Regions from separate parts of the Mus musculus genome. Here all the other regions are linked to region 3. A link is a contact called in public HiChIP or PLAC-seq data. All regions are on one chromosome and are shown on one strand. The core of a region is the stretch at or near the end of the contact, and the rest is flanking DNA. Distances in the headings are between cores, read along the strand shown.

What was found. HiChIP or PLAC-seq counts read pairs in DNA pulled down with a chosen protein or histone mark.
Region 1: an H3K4me3 HiChIP or PLAC-seq map of bone marrow-derived macrophages shows a contact between it and region 3, with 2.3 times the contacts expected there. The contact joins the enhancer-like site here to the promoter of Plcb2 in region 3. A contact is called at or near these places in 13 of 39 promoter capture datasets (the 3T3-L1 cell line, 3T3-L1-derived adipocytes, the C10 cell line and 7 more), 1 of 484 Hi-C or Micro-C datasets (nephron progenitors), 4 of 115 datasets of contacts at active chromatin or transcription factors (bone marrow-derived macrophages, embryonic stem cells and large pre-B cells) and 3 of 9 other capture datasets (adipose tissue, liver and pancreatic islet).
Region 2: a contact with region 3 is called in an H3K27ac HiChIP or PLAC-seq map of microglia, with 4 times the contacts expected there. The contact joins the enhancer-like site here to the promoter of Plcb2 in region 3. A contact is called at or near these places in 4 of 39 promoter capture datasets (the C10 cell line, the HPC-7 cell line and embryonic stem cells), 1 of 115 datasets of contacts at active chromatin or transcription factors (microglia) and 2 of 9 other capture datasets (embryonic stem cells and liver).

What each region holds. Positions count from the first base shown.
Region 1 is chr2:118,957,912-118,961,737 of GRCm38.p6, reverse strand. No RefSeq gene overlaps it. Among named protein-coding and RNA genes, the nearest start is that of Gm39914, 28 kb to the left of the region's middle. Within about 2 kb of position 1,912, at least 28 of the 459 cell types and tissues checked have an H3K27ac peak or open chromatin away from gene starts, as enhancers often do. A contact at or near this core is called in bone marrow-derived macrophages, where this site is marked.
Region 2 is chr2:118,519,380-118,523,408 of GRCm38.p6, reverse strand. No RefSeq gene overlaps it. Among named protein-coding and RNA genes, the nearest start is that of Gm32684, 23 kb to the right of the region's middle. Within about 2 kb of position 2,653, at least 195 of the 459 cell types and tissues checked have an H3K27ac peak or open chromatin away from gene starts, as enhancers often do. A contact at or near this core is called in the HPC-7 cell line, liver and microglia, where this site is marked.
Region 3 is chr2:118,726,404-118,730,430 of GRCm38.p6, reverse strand. It overlaps Plcb2 (phospholipase C, beta 2), which reads left to right and starts at 1,993. Exons shown (of 32, transcript NM_177568.2): 1 at 1,993-2,193. The coding sequence starts at 2,110.

The DNA of each region.
Region 1 (3,826 bases), core at 663-3,162, 230 kb before region 3:
ACAGCATGCATCAGCACCCGGGGCTCCTAACACTGCCTGTGACACTTCAAACTGTGCTGAGGCCACCAGAAAGCCAAGAGGCAGAGTCTGCTCTGGAGGCACAGGCATGTGATGCTCAACCTAAGAACTATAAGGGAGGGAGGTGGCTTGGGGGACTGGAACACACACTAATGTCATGGCTTTGACATCCTTTGCCAGAGCAGGCTATGTTGTTAGTCTTAATAGATCTCTAACCTCAGACATTTTGACCCATTTGGAGACCCAGATGTCATTCACTTGGCATGCAACAGAAACCAACACATTTTTTTTTCTTCTGATCTGTGTACATATGCTCAAATTTAACCCTAACTTTTGACATCTAAAACCTTCATTCTGGGGCCTGGGCTGTAGCTTGGTAGAGCACTTACGTAGCATGCCTGAAGTTCTTGGCTCCATCTGTGACATCCTGGGTTGATCCCTAGCACCACAGAATACTATACTGGTGTTCGTATTTATGGAGGCAGGAGGCTACAATTGGAGGGCAGCCTGGGCTAAATGAAACAAACAAACAAACAAACAAACAAACAAAACACTCACACCCACCCACCCACACACTCAGATAAAAATCAGATCCTAGTAAGCTGATACAAATGTTGGAAGGGTAAGGAATATCTTTTTTCTTGTTTGTTTGTTTGTTTTTTTCAGACAGTGTTTCTCCGTGTAGCCCTGGTTATCTTAGAACTCACTCTACAGAGTGAGTAGGTCAGGCCAGGGCCCCAAACTTACAGAGATCCACCGACCTCTATTTCCTGGGTGCTATTAAGGGTAAGTATATCACAATCAGCAGAGATGCTTCAACAAGAGCAAGATCATTGGTGTTTCCTTAAAAGCAACTTTAATCCCAGCTCAAAGGGAGAGGCAGGTGGATCTCTGTGAATTTGAGGCCAACCTGATCTACATATCAAGTTCTAGGGCAGCCAAAACTACATAATGAGACCTTGTCTTAAAACAAGACAAAAGTAAATCTTCACCTTGGACATACTTAAAATGTTCTGCTTCCTACAGCATGTGGCTGTCAGAGAGGGTATTCTGACCTGAGTGTTAGTTGGTGCCTGTTATCTATGCTCAGACATCTGGTGATTGCATCACCCCACTTGTGAGCTCCTCCTTCAACTTACGAAAGACCCCAGGCTCTGGCATACAGCATGGTAACTGCCACTAATAACAAGGATAATGTCCATACATTCTACACATTCTACATTTGAAAGTAGATCTTGTGTTCTTACCGCACACACAAGGTATATGAGAATGGTAAATATGTTAATTAGTTTGATTGTGGTAATAACGTATATTATTATCATGCCACGCTACACATACATATACACGTGAGCACATGCTTTTATGCGGCAGTATCTCGATTTGTAGCAAGCTGGCTTCCAAATCCTGATCATCTTTCTTGCCTCTGCCTCCAAACTGCCAAGGCCACGGTCGTGCACCCCTACCCTGCTATACAAACTTCTATTTGTCAAGGACACCACAGTATAACTGGGGTTAGGAAGATACCAGGGTTTGCATATCTCCGGAGGAGAACAGGGAGTGCAGACCAACAAAGCAGACCGGCCATGTGTGGGATGGAACAGATGACCTGGACTCTGCTGGGAGAGCCGTTCTTTACCTAGGGAAGACAGCAAACTAACCAGGCAAGGGGCTAACCCTGGAGCAGAGTCAGGACCACCTGACCTGAGAATGGGACAATACAAATTACAACCACAAAATTCCCCCACAGGGGTTGCAGAGGGAAAACCCCCTAGCTAAGGAACTGAAGATAAGGTCAGGGGGCAAAAAAAAGGCAAAGGAGTATTTATCCCCAGAGATAGAGGATGTTTCCAGAAACTGCCTGGGCCTAAGGGTCAGAGTGAAAGACCAATGGGGAAGAAAAAAGGGAACACACAGCAGAGGCAAAACCCACGTGTTGGCTTTGGCTCCTGCCTGTGTCTGAGAAGTAGGGAGAGGGAGAGAGCAAGCAAGGGGTGGGGGTGGGGGTGGGGGTGTAGTTCTTCCTGCTCTCTGCCTTGGCTGCTTTGTTAGGGAAGAGCCTCGGGAGCTGATGGTCCTGGGCTCTCCTTGTTGCTAGCTAACCACATACACACACACACACACACACACACCACCTCCAGCGTCTTTGTGAAGACAATTATGTGTTAACATCTTGAGACAATGCACACATTTAACATTATTTTAGGACACTCATTATTTTCCCAGTCAGTCCCACCACGTGGGTTGCCGGACTAGGACTAAGATTCTGTAGATCAGGATCCTTTGGGTTTGACAGCAAATGCCTTCACCCACTGAGCCATCTTGATGGCCTCCTATGGCTTTTTTTATAAAAAAGACAGTATAATCAATCCAGTGTTTAAGAGAGAAGGTCCTGGAGCCAAATGGCCAGGGTTTAAATCCCAGCTCATCCGTTTGCTAGCTTTGCGGCCTTGGGCAGGAGTTACTAAACCGCTGTGGGCTTCACTTTCCTTGTCTATAAAATAGTTGTGATGACTGCATTTGCTTGGCCTCGAACTCAGAAATCTGCCTGCCTCTGCCTCCCAAGTGCTAGGATTAAAGGTGTGCGCCACCACTGCCCAGCACTTGGAGAGTTTTAAATGAAGATGAAGAGAGATTACACACAATAGGCCAGGACCATCCCTGGCGTGTAGTAATACATAAATGTTTCCCATTTCTTACAGGGTTTGAGGGTTTGGCTTTTCATATCTCCCCAGCTCCCTGGGATGGTCTGTTCTAAATCTTTCCTGCAAGTTGGTGGCCCATAAGTCCACAGGCGGGGATGTGGACTGCCCCTGCTTCAGGCTGGATGAGATCAGTAGCTGCCAGGGCTTAGGGTTCAGCTCCACTCACCCCATCCATTTCTGTCCCTCTTTCTTTTCTCTCTTCTCTTTTAGCTGTGCTGGTGATTGGCCTCAGGGCCTCGTGCATGCTCTACCACTGGGCTACACCCTCAGCTCCATCATTTCTATTTTCTTTATTGGTTGGGGTGATATGCTTCATCTTCTACTTGGCTACACAAAGGTAGAACTCAGTAGAAAGCTTGACTCTTTTTCATTTACTTGCTTACAAGCTGTGAAGCCCAAGTGACTGGTCTAATAGTCCTAACCAGTCACTAGCCTGTTTTAATTACAGTTGTCCTGTCTGGCCTTTTCTAGTGGTTCCTAAATTGTCTTCAGGACTTCGGCCAGTAAAATAGTGTGCAGGCTTATTTTGCGCATGGATTACATAAGGGAACAGAAGCAACCTGGGTGTTTTTGGTATTTTGGTTTACCATTCCAAATCAGATCCCCCCTCTTTTTCCCCCTCTCAGCTTCACCTCCCCCAGGAAGAGGCTGAACTCTCTCACAGTGGCATTTGAATTTGTTCTAGCCTTTGTCACAAAGCTTTGACTAAACACAAAGATCATGGTGGGCACAGTACAGAGGAAATCAGATGTCTCCTGGTCCCACCCCCGTGTTTATCCAAACTGTAAACTTTACCAATTTTTCTTTCCAACAGTGACTTTATGGACCTACCTCAGCAACTGTAACTGAGCTGCTATTTGTGGAAGTTCTGATTTCTATGACAGGAAATGGAATCTCAATACCACAATTTGAGTGGTGTACTTCCTTGATGGGACGCTGCTTCTAATATCTTCAAGTGACTGCATAGCAGACAGATGTGGATATTAATTGATCTACGGACAGATCCAAAATAGCTCATGAAATGCTACGGATACAAATCCAAAACTAAAGGAGAATTTTTGTTTGTTACTTGAGGCAGGGTCTCCTGTAATCCAGGCTGGCTTTGA
Region 2 (4,029 bases), core at 1,404-3,903, 210 kb after region 3:
GAGTGACATTAACAGTGCCTAAGAAGATGAGGCCCACTGATGAGCCGGTGACCACAGAGACAAGGAACTACCCTAAGCCCAGGGCACTGATCCAAAACAAGCTACATGGTTCCTGCCCTGAAGATCAGACCTTTCAAGAAGACTAGGTGGTGTGGAACATTGGGAAAGCCACCTGGCCAGGACGGAGGAGGTTCAATGTGTAAGATGACTCCATCCCTAACTGGTGACTTGGGGAAGGACCTCTCTGGCACTGGGCGTCCTCATCTGTCAGTGGGTAGGACTAGGCTTATTTGTCCACTGTTTTGTCCATTGGTTTCTTTGAGGGTGGAAGAGTCTTGCATTCTTTTGTTTGTACTAAAACAAAATATTGATCATCTCCCCAGGAAAAAGACACAGAGTGTGTCTAAACTCAAGGATTTATATATAAAATTTCAGGCAATTAGCTGGGGGCATGGCTGGTGTGAACCTGTAATTCCAGCACTGGGAAGGCTGAGGTAAATGGATTGAGACAACACTTAGTGAGATTCTCTCTGTCTCTGTCTGTCTGTCTGTCTGTCTGTCTGTCTGTCTGTCTGTCTGTCTCTCTCTCTCACACACACACACACACACACACACACACACACACACACACGGTTCTGTTGTTGTTTTGAAACAGGTCTTGCCATGGCCCTGACTGGCCTGGAATTCTTCCTCCTGAGTGCTGGGATTAAAGTCCTTCACCACTGTGCCCAGCTAAGAGAGATTTTTACACATAATAAAGACTACCTTATTGTAAAGCAACAAGCCTAAAAAAAAGCACCACAGAGGCTTAGAAGCACAAGGAAACCTTCTTCATTCCATCCTTCCCTTTATCCACACTGAGAGATGTTGCTTCTGCATCCTGTGTGCCTCACCCTCTGTGTACCGTGAAGGAGAATTGTGCAATCACTGGAGACTTGTGTTTATCAGACTGCATTCCTGATGTAAGGGGCCCACACTTCCTGTCCACACACTCAGAGACCAAAGCCATGACAATGGGCTGGTTCTTTCAGAAGCCACGACTCCAGTCCAGACAGGGTATTTGTGGCCAGTCTTTATAGCACTCTTATCCAACTTAAAGAGGGGTGCCTTCCCATAAACACAGCAAGGAAGTTCTGATCATGTTGTTTCAAGGCTCATCCTAAATTAGTGTCTGGGAACTAATCAGACCTTGAAAGTATAGGAAAACATGGCCTGAGGCTATGGGAGACCCATAGCAGGTACAGGCAGAGGCCAGGAGGTCTGCGTGTCCCTGATATAAGTTTCTTGTTTGTCACCCGAGTGAGCCCAGGGTTATGCCCGATGATTCTGACTTTGAAGTGGAGAAGGTTCAATGCCTGGTGGTCACCTCATTTCTAACACACATTTACCAAGTGCCGATGAGCCCCAGGCACCAATTTCAGAAGCTCTGAAAAAATGTGAATATACTCGAGTGAAATGGGCATTATTTTAAACAGAATCACAGAGAACCTTCCAGCCCCCAAGTCTGGTAAGATCAAAGCTAGGAAGAAGTCTCTTTGCTGACACCAGGGCCAGGATCCAGTCAATGTCCCACAGCTGGCCATTCCAAGCATGAAACTTCAATGATCCTTCCCCAAAGAAAAGAGTGATGGCTCTCTCTCTCTCTCTCTCTCTCTCTCTCTCTCTCTCTCTCTCTCTCTCTCTCTCTCTCTCTCTCTCTCCTCCCCCTTTCCTTCCCCCTCCCCTCTTTCCTTTCCAAATTTATCTCTTTTATTCTGTGTAATGTATGTGCACTGGTATGTGCCTAGTATACAGGAGCCAGAAGAGGGCACCAGCTCCCCTAGAACTGGAGTTTTGTAGGTGCTTGGAACAGAACCTGGATCACCTGCGAGAGAAGCATGTACCTCCAACTAGTAAGTCATCTCTCTAACGTCTGACACCATTCTCCTTTGGGGACAGTGTTTAAGACAAGGTCTCATTATGGAGCTCTGGCTGTCCTAGAACTCACTATATAGACCCGGCTGGCTTTGAACTCAGATACCCACCACCCTTTGCCTCCTGAATGTTGGGATTAAAGGTGTCTATCACTGTGCCCAGCTAGGTACTATTTTCTTGATCACCAATAGCTATGGTTGGGTGAGTGGCTCTGGACATACCTAGATAGACAAGAGGGCCCTGGAGGGGCCTGATGGGACCTGTGATAACTGGTCTCATTCCTCACCATAGCTCCACCCCCTAGCAAAGACCTTGACTCTGACCAGGAGTTCAGAAATCTCTAGAAAAAGGCAATGAAAACTCATCCTGAGAGTAACCTCATAAGTGCTAATGGTGTGGTGTTCAATAAGACCATCACCACCATCTTCCCTTCTCCCTATATAGTCCAGGAGCCCGGGATTTGTATGACAAAACTAAGCTGTTTCCTTTCTTCCTGGTGCCACAAGGCTCCAAGCAAGAGGGCTTGGAGTTCTGGGCTGAGATGCAGCTGGGGGAAGGGCACACTAGCCACGGGAGCAGTAAGCAGCTATCAGCAGCACAGGATGGCGGGCCACCTGCCTTGTGTGGGAGGTCACAGGCAGAGTTTTCAAGGGTCCTTTCTACCTTGGTGAAGCCCAGTGCACATGGCTGCTGGTGCCTGAGGGTGCAGCCAGGGTAGGCTGAGTCAGTGGACTGACACTTCGTCTGGCAGTGGCTTGCCAACAATCACCCTTCCACTCCTGGGAAGAATCAAGGAGTGGCTAGGCCTGTCCTGAGGTCTTCTCCAGGTCCCCAGCCATGCAGGAGCAGAGGGCGAGCTAAGGGGATGCTGGGAATGGGCTAGCCTGCAGTGTTTACATGTGAAGACAAGGGCATGCTGTGGTTAATCTTTCAAACCACCCCAGACATTTCTCTAATGGCTTTGGGCTGCCTCTTAGCTGGGTATAGGGATACTGTGTCCCTTTGCAAGGTCACTCACCCCTACCCTGTCTCTCTGTCTCTGTCTTGCCCCCCACCCCAAGAAATACCTGCTTGGCTCCTCAATAACGCATAGACCTTCCAACAAAGAGTTAACCTGCCCCTAGTAGCATCCCACCAGAGCCTTTGAACCAGCCTTCTGTGCCTGCCCATGTGTGTAGCCTCAGGACTGCCACTCACTCACACTTGCTGGCTCTGCTGCAGTGTACACAAAGGCTGCCTTGTTTCTGGCCGAGCTGGAGTCACATGTTTTCACTCTTAACCAGAGCTTTAAAACGAAACAGCCACCCTCTCTGGCCCCAGTTGACCCTGTTTACGTCTGTGGAGCCAATTCCAAACAGCTACAGTAGCGAAAACTGCTTTCTAGGGGGACTTCTTGACTGTCTGTGTAGAGAGAACAAATCCTCACTTTGTATAAAGGGGGGACTTTAAGGAGTTTAGGGAAATGCCTTAGAGGGGAAAATACTAGGAAGCCAGCAGCTGGCCACAACTTCTCTGTTTTCTAAAGTATCTCTTACAGGAGACCCCAGGGGCCAAAGATAAAGCTTGCAAGAAACAAAAGGATGAGCAGAGTTTTCAGGGCAAAGAGACAGAACCTTCTGGATATTCCTAGTGAGATCCCATTATTTAACCCTTGAAGAAAGTGATATTTTCTTCTTTCTTTCTTTCTTTCTTTCTTTCTTTCTTTCTTTCTTTCTTTCTTTCTTTCTTTCTTTCTTTCTTTAAAGAATAATAAGTTTTTGTTTTCTTTTGTGTAAGTGTGGATATGAGTGTTTGTGTATGTATATGTGTGTGTGTGTGAGTGTGTATAAGTGTATCTGTGTGTTTGTGTGAATGTGTATGAATGTGTGTGTGCGCTCGCGTGTGTACATAATGAGTTAATGAGCAATGCCCTTTGTTTGGTTTGTTTGTTACTAACAGTAGGAAAGAAAGTTCTCTTTCCTGGCGTAGGGAAATGACCTGAACTGTGGAGGCTTCTAGAAACGTCTGGTGTCAGGTCTGGCTGAGAAGGACCTGTTTTGTTTTGTTCTGTTTTTTTCTGTTTGTACCCTGAAGACTTTCTTCTTTCTCGTTGTGAGTGGTGACCCATGTTCACTG
Region 3 (4,027 bases), core at 744-3,243:
TAACAATCTTCCAGCTTGTCCCCCAAAGAGCTGTGACTACAGACGTGTTTTGCCATGCTGGGCAATGTATATATATTTTTAAAAGAGGAAACCCCTCTTCAGTAAAGGTCTTTCAAATAGCTTGCTGCTCTTTTGGCTGGCATCCAGATTTAGCAGGTGAGCGCCACTGATGTTACTACAGTCAGGAATCCCAGAGCCTGTCCAGGGGATGCCATCAATGGGTATGGATATAAAGTTTCTCTTCTGTGGGCTTAGGGCCAGAGATGGAAGGTGCAAAGAACCCAGAATTCTTTGAAGGAGGAACAGAGACACCCCTCCTCCCTTCTAGGCTTTCTTCCAGGCCTATGGCTGCAGGCAAGACAGGAAGGAGGAACTTGGAAATGGGGACTAGCTCCGTGCAGGTGACAGGTGTAGGCTTTGGGAAGGGGCAGGGATTTCCCTTGCAAAATTCATTCAAACAGACAGGAAACCTGATCCCACAGAGACAGCCAGATGTGCAGGGGCTCCCAGGAGTCTCCCAGGGAGATCCAAGGCTGAAGGCAGGGCTTGAGGAGAGACACTGAGGGAGGGGTTGGAACACCTGTCACCTGCAGGAGTTTGGGAGCCGGTTTCCAGGCCGTTCATTCAGATCTGGTCTTAGAATTGCTTTTCTGGGGACAATTAATTTCTAAGCTAGCTTTCTTTGAGAAGTTCACTACTTTTATTGGGGGTGGGGTGGGAGGTGGGCAGGCTCTCTTGTAGCCTAGTCTTGAACTCCTGACCCCATCCCTCTAGTGCCAGAGACCCACAGTTTACCTTTTGATTCTCACTAACCCTAACTAACCTGTTCATCTAAACCTGTTCTCTCTTGCCCGCCCCTACTCTCATGCACTGGCTCCTAGCCAGTAGTTCCAGGGCCTGGAGAGGGTAGTTCACAGTTGTCAGGGGTGGCACACAGACCCCTGATGGGACCTGTTGCAGAAGGCCAGGGCCTCAGAGGGGAAGGAAATCATGGGTTAAGCTTCTAGCCTCCCCAACGGTGCTAAGCCATTTGATAAGAGTGCATTATTAGGTAAGAGGAAGTGACTGGGGCCTGAGCTGGGCTGGAACTGAGCCTCTGGGATAGATATGGACGATGTAAGGATCACAACACCTAGAACCGAACTGGGTTAGAGTGGGCTAAACCCTGAACAGGGGGCTAGAGCAGGCTCTGGTCTGCCTCTCAGAACCTCTCTCCTCCAGGATCTGTGTGTGAGGCAACACAGTGCATGAAGGAACACTCCAGTGCTGGCGGCAGCAAAGGGCCTCTTAGGCTGTGAGGCAGCTGCTGGGCAGTGGAGTTTTTAGGTATTCATTGAAAGGTTCAAAGATGCAGAGAAGTGTCATGGGTGAGAGGCATACTGCCTCACCTGGCTCTCATTTTCATGGGGAGGAAGCACTGAGAAAGAGGAGCTGGGTGTCCGAGAGACTTTGCTTATTCAAAACACTCAGTGCCAGCTGGGACCCGGCCCATCCCTGACTCCCACTTCCAGATCCCGCCCTCTGAGGACAGAACCCCTGCTCTGTGGAGGACCCTTTTCCTAAAGAACTGTTTGTGTTCTTGCCTCAGCCCAAGGCTCAGGAATGGTATCTCCCACCCCCCTCCATGATATATCACTTTCTTCCATTGGCGGGGGGGGGGGGTGTGTAAATCTGAGTAAAGCCTGTCTTTGTAACGGGGTCCTGGCCCCAACATTTCTAGATCTCATAGCCCGCCCCTCAGTTCACAGCAGCCCAGAGAAGGAAGCCCAGAGCAGGAAGTGCTGAGGCAGGGGGTGGGGGAGGAACTCCCAGGAGGGGAGCTCAGCCCCCTTGGGCAAAACAGCTACTGCAGCCCCCGGCTTCAGGAGGAGGAGGAGGAGGAGGCTGATTTACAAGGCAGATCAACTGGGCCCTGGCCTGAAGCTCTGAGTCCTGCATCCAGCTACTGCCACCCCGCAGGCTATAAGAGCACCCGACTTCCGGACCAGTACTGGGCGGGTGCCATGTGAGCCTAGCCTAAGCTTCCTCTCCTGTTCACCCTTCTTCCTTCTCTTCTCCTGTCCCCTGGAGAGGTTTGCCCAACCTCTCCAAAGAGGGACACTTGACATCATGTCTTTGCTCAACCCTGTTCTATTGCCCCCTAACGTGAAGGCATATCTGAGCCAAGGGGAGCGCTTCATCAAGTGGGACGATGTGAGTAGGGTTCGCCTCCCCCCCCTCAAATCCCCAGCCCCCGGGACGGTGGGGGCTGGGCTGCTTGGGAGCTTTGCAGAACGGAGGGTTGGTTTATGTCTTCCCAGCACCCAGGCGCCTATGTGTCTGTCACAACAGTCTATCTAGATAAACAAGTCTGGGGTGAGGGTGGGTGCTCCTGGCTGCTGTAGGGAAGGAAGCCTCTGTGTTTGGGAATAAGAGAGGGGGCTATGTGTGTTTGTGTGTGTGTGTGGGGGGGAGTCAGAGTCAGAAATCTTTGGACCTGATTTGCCCTTTTCAAATCCCCGAAGATGATAAAGGTTTGTTTCTAGTAACTTCAGTGTTGGTAGGGGGAATGCATGTCCCTCTCCTCCCACCTCAGCTGAGATCAGGAAGAGAGGTCAGTCAGGTCCTCTTCCCAGCACGGACACCCCAAATTTGCTCTGGCAGGAGGCCCATAACCAGCTGCACCATCCCAGTGTGCAGAACAAACTGTGTCCTGTCCCAGGGAAGCCATATTCTATCTCAAGCTACTACTGTGGCAAGAGTTACAAAAGGGCCGTGGATCCAGTTGAAAACGGGAGGCTCAAAGACTGGGGTCTGAGAAGGAACTTACTGACTTCTGCTTCCCCCATGGTGGCTCAGCTCAGCTCAGCCTTCTATTACCTGCCAACCTGTCATCCGGCCGGGGAGGGAAGACCATCTGCACCCCAGCCCAGAGTCTGCGCCTTCCTAACTCGTCTCTGGTCCTTCTGGGCTGAAGACACAGCCACTAACCATAGAATCTTTTGGTCTAAGAAGAATAAAATGAGAACTGTCACTCAGAGAGGGATAGGCCTCCTTAAGAGTGCTCTAGCCTGGCCTCAGGAAGGCCTGATGTTCTCAACAGCGCATGACATTTAGGAGGTCACCTACAATTACTTCAGCTCCCTGGATTGGCTAGTCTAGTTTCTCTATGAACTGAGGGGAGTCTGAAGCTAGACCCTTCAGGGCTTTGTTACGTTAAGGCATCTGGCTGTCAAAACTGTGGGGATGGGGCCCTGGCATGAAATGCTTTCTGTTTCTCTAGAAGTTGGTCTCTAGAAGTTTTGGTTGGTGTGGCATGGTGGTGGCATGCTGGTGACATGGTGGTGATGTGGCGTGTCTCAGAGTCTATGGAAGGAGGAAAATGACTCACAATGAAAAGTGAAGTGACTCTCTCAGTTCCTCTGGGAAGCCTGTATAACCTGAGGGGGGCTGTAGGTCATCAGGGATAAGGCATGTGATTCTTTCTCCAACCTGTGTGTCTGGTTGACCAATTCCCTTCCCCAACCCAGAGTGCTGTGTGGTCCCTGAACTCTGACTTGCATGAGCAAGAATGTCCCAAGCCCAGGCATGGGACACATGACCTATGAACCAGGTTTTGCTCTTGGATAGCTTTGGCACAGTTAGTAGATATATGGCTCTATATTGATAACTGTAGTAGAAAGGATAGAACCAAACCTGACTCTGTCTAGTCTCCCACAGCCCCTTCAGAACGTACTTAGAGGGGAAACCTTTCCTGGCTATAGAAAGAAACTCAGCAAGCTCTCAGACATGACCTTCACCCTTAGGCAATAGTCCAGGGGTCCCCACAACGCCCAGTCCTTTTCTAGGAACACATTAGAAGTGAAGCTCTAACCGTGCTTTGGCTTGCATTTTGCCCTTCTCCTTCCAGGATGAGGTGGGGGCAACTGCAGGCTTCCTGGAAAGGGGGGTCCTCCGTTCTTTCTCTTCCAGGGCTTCCTACGTGGGGCGCAAGGAAGAATGAGAGTTCTTTCTTGAATATATGCTGTCGACTGCTGGCTTGGAGTTT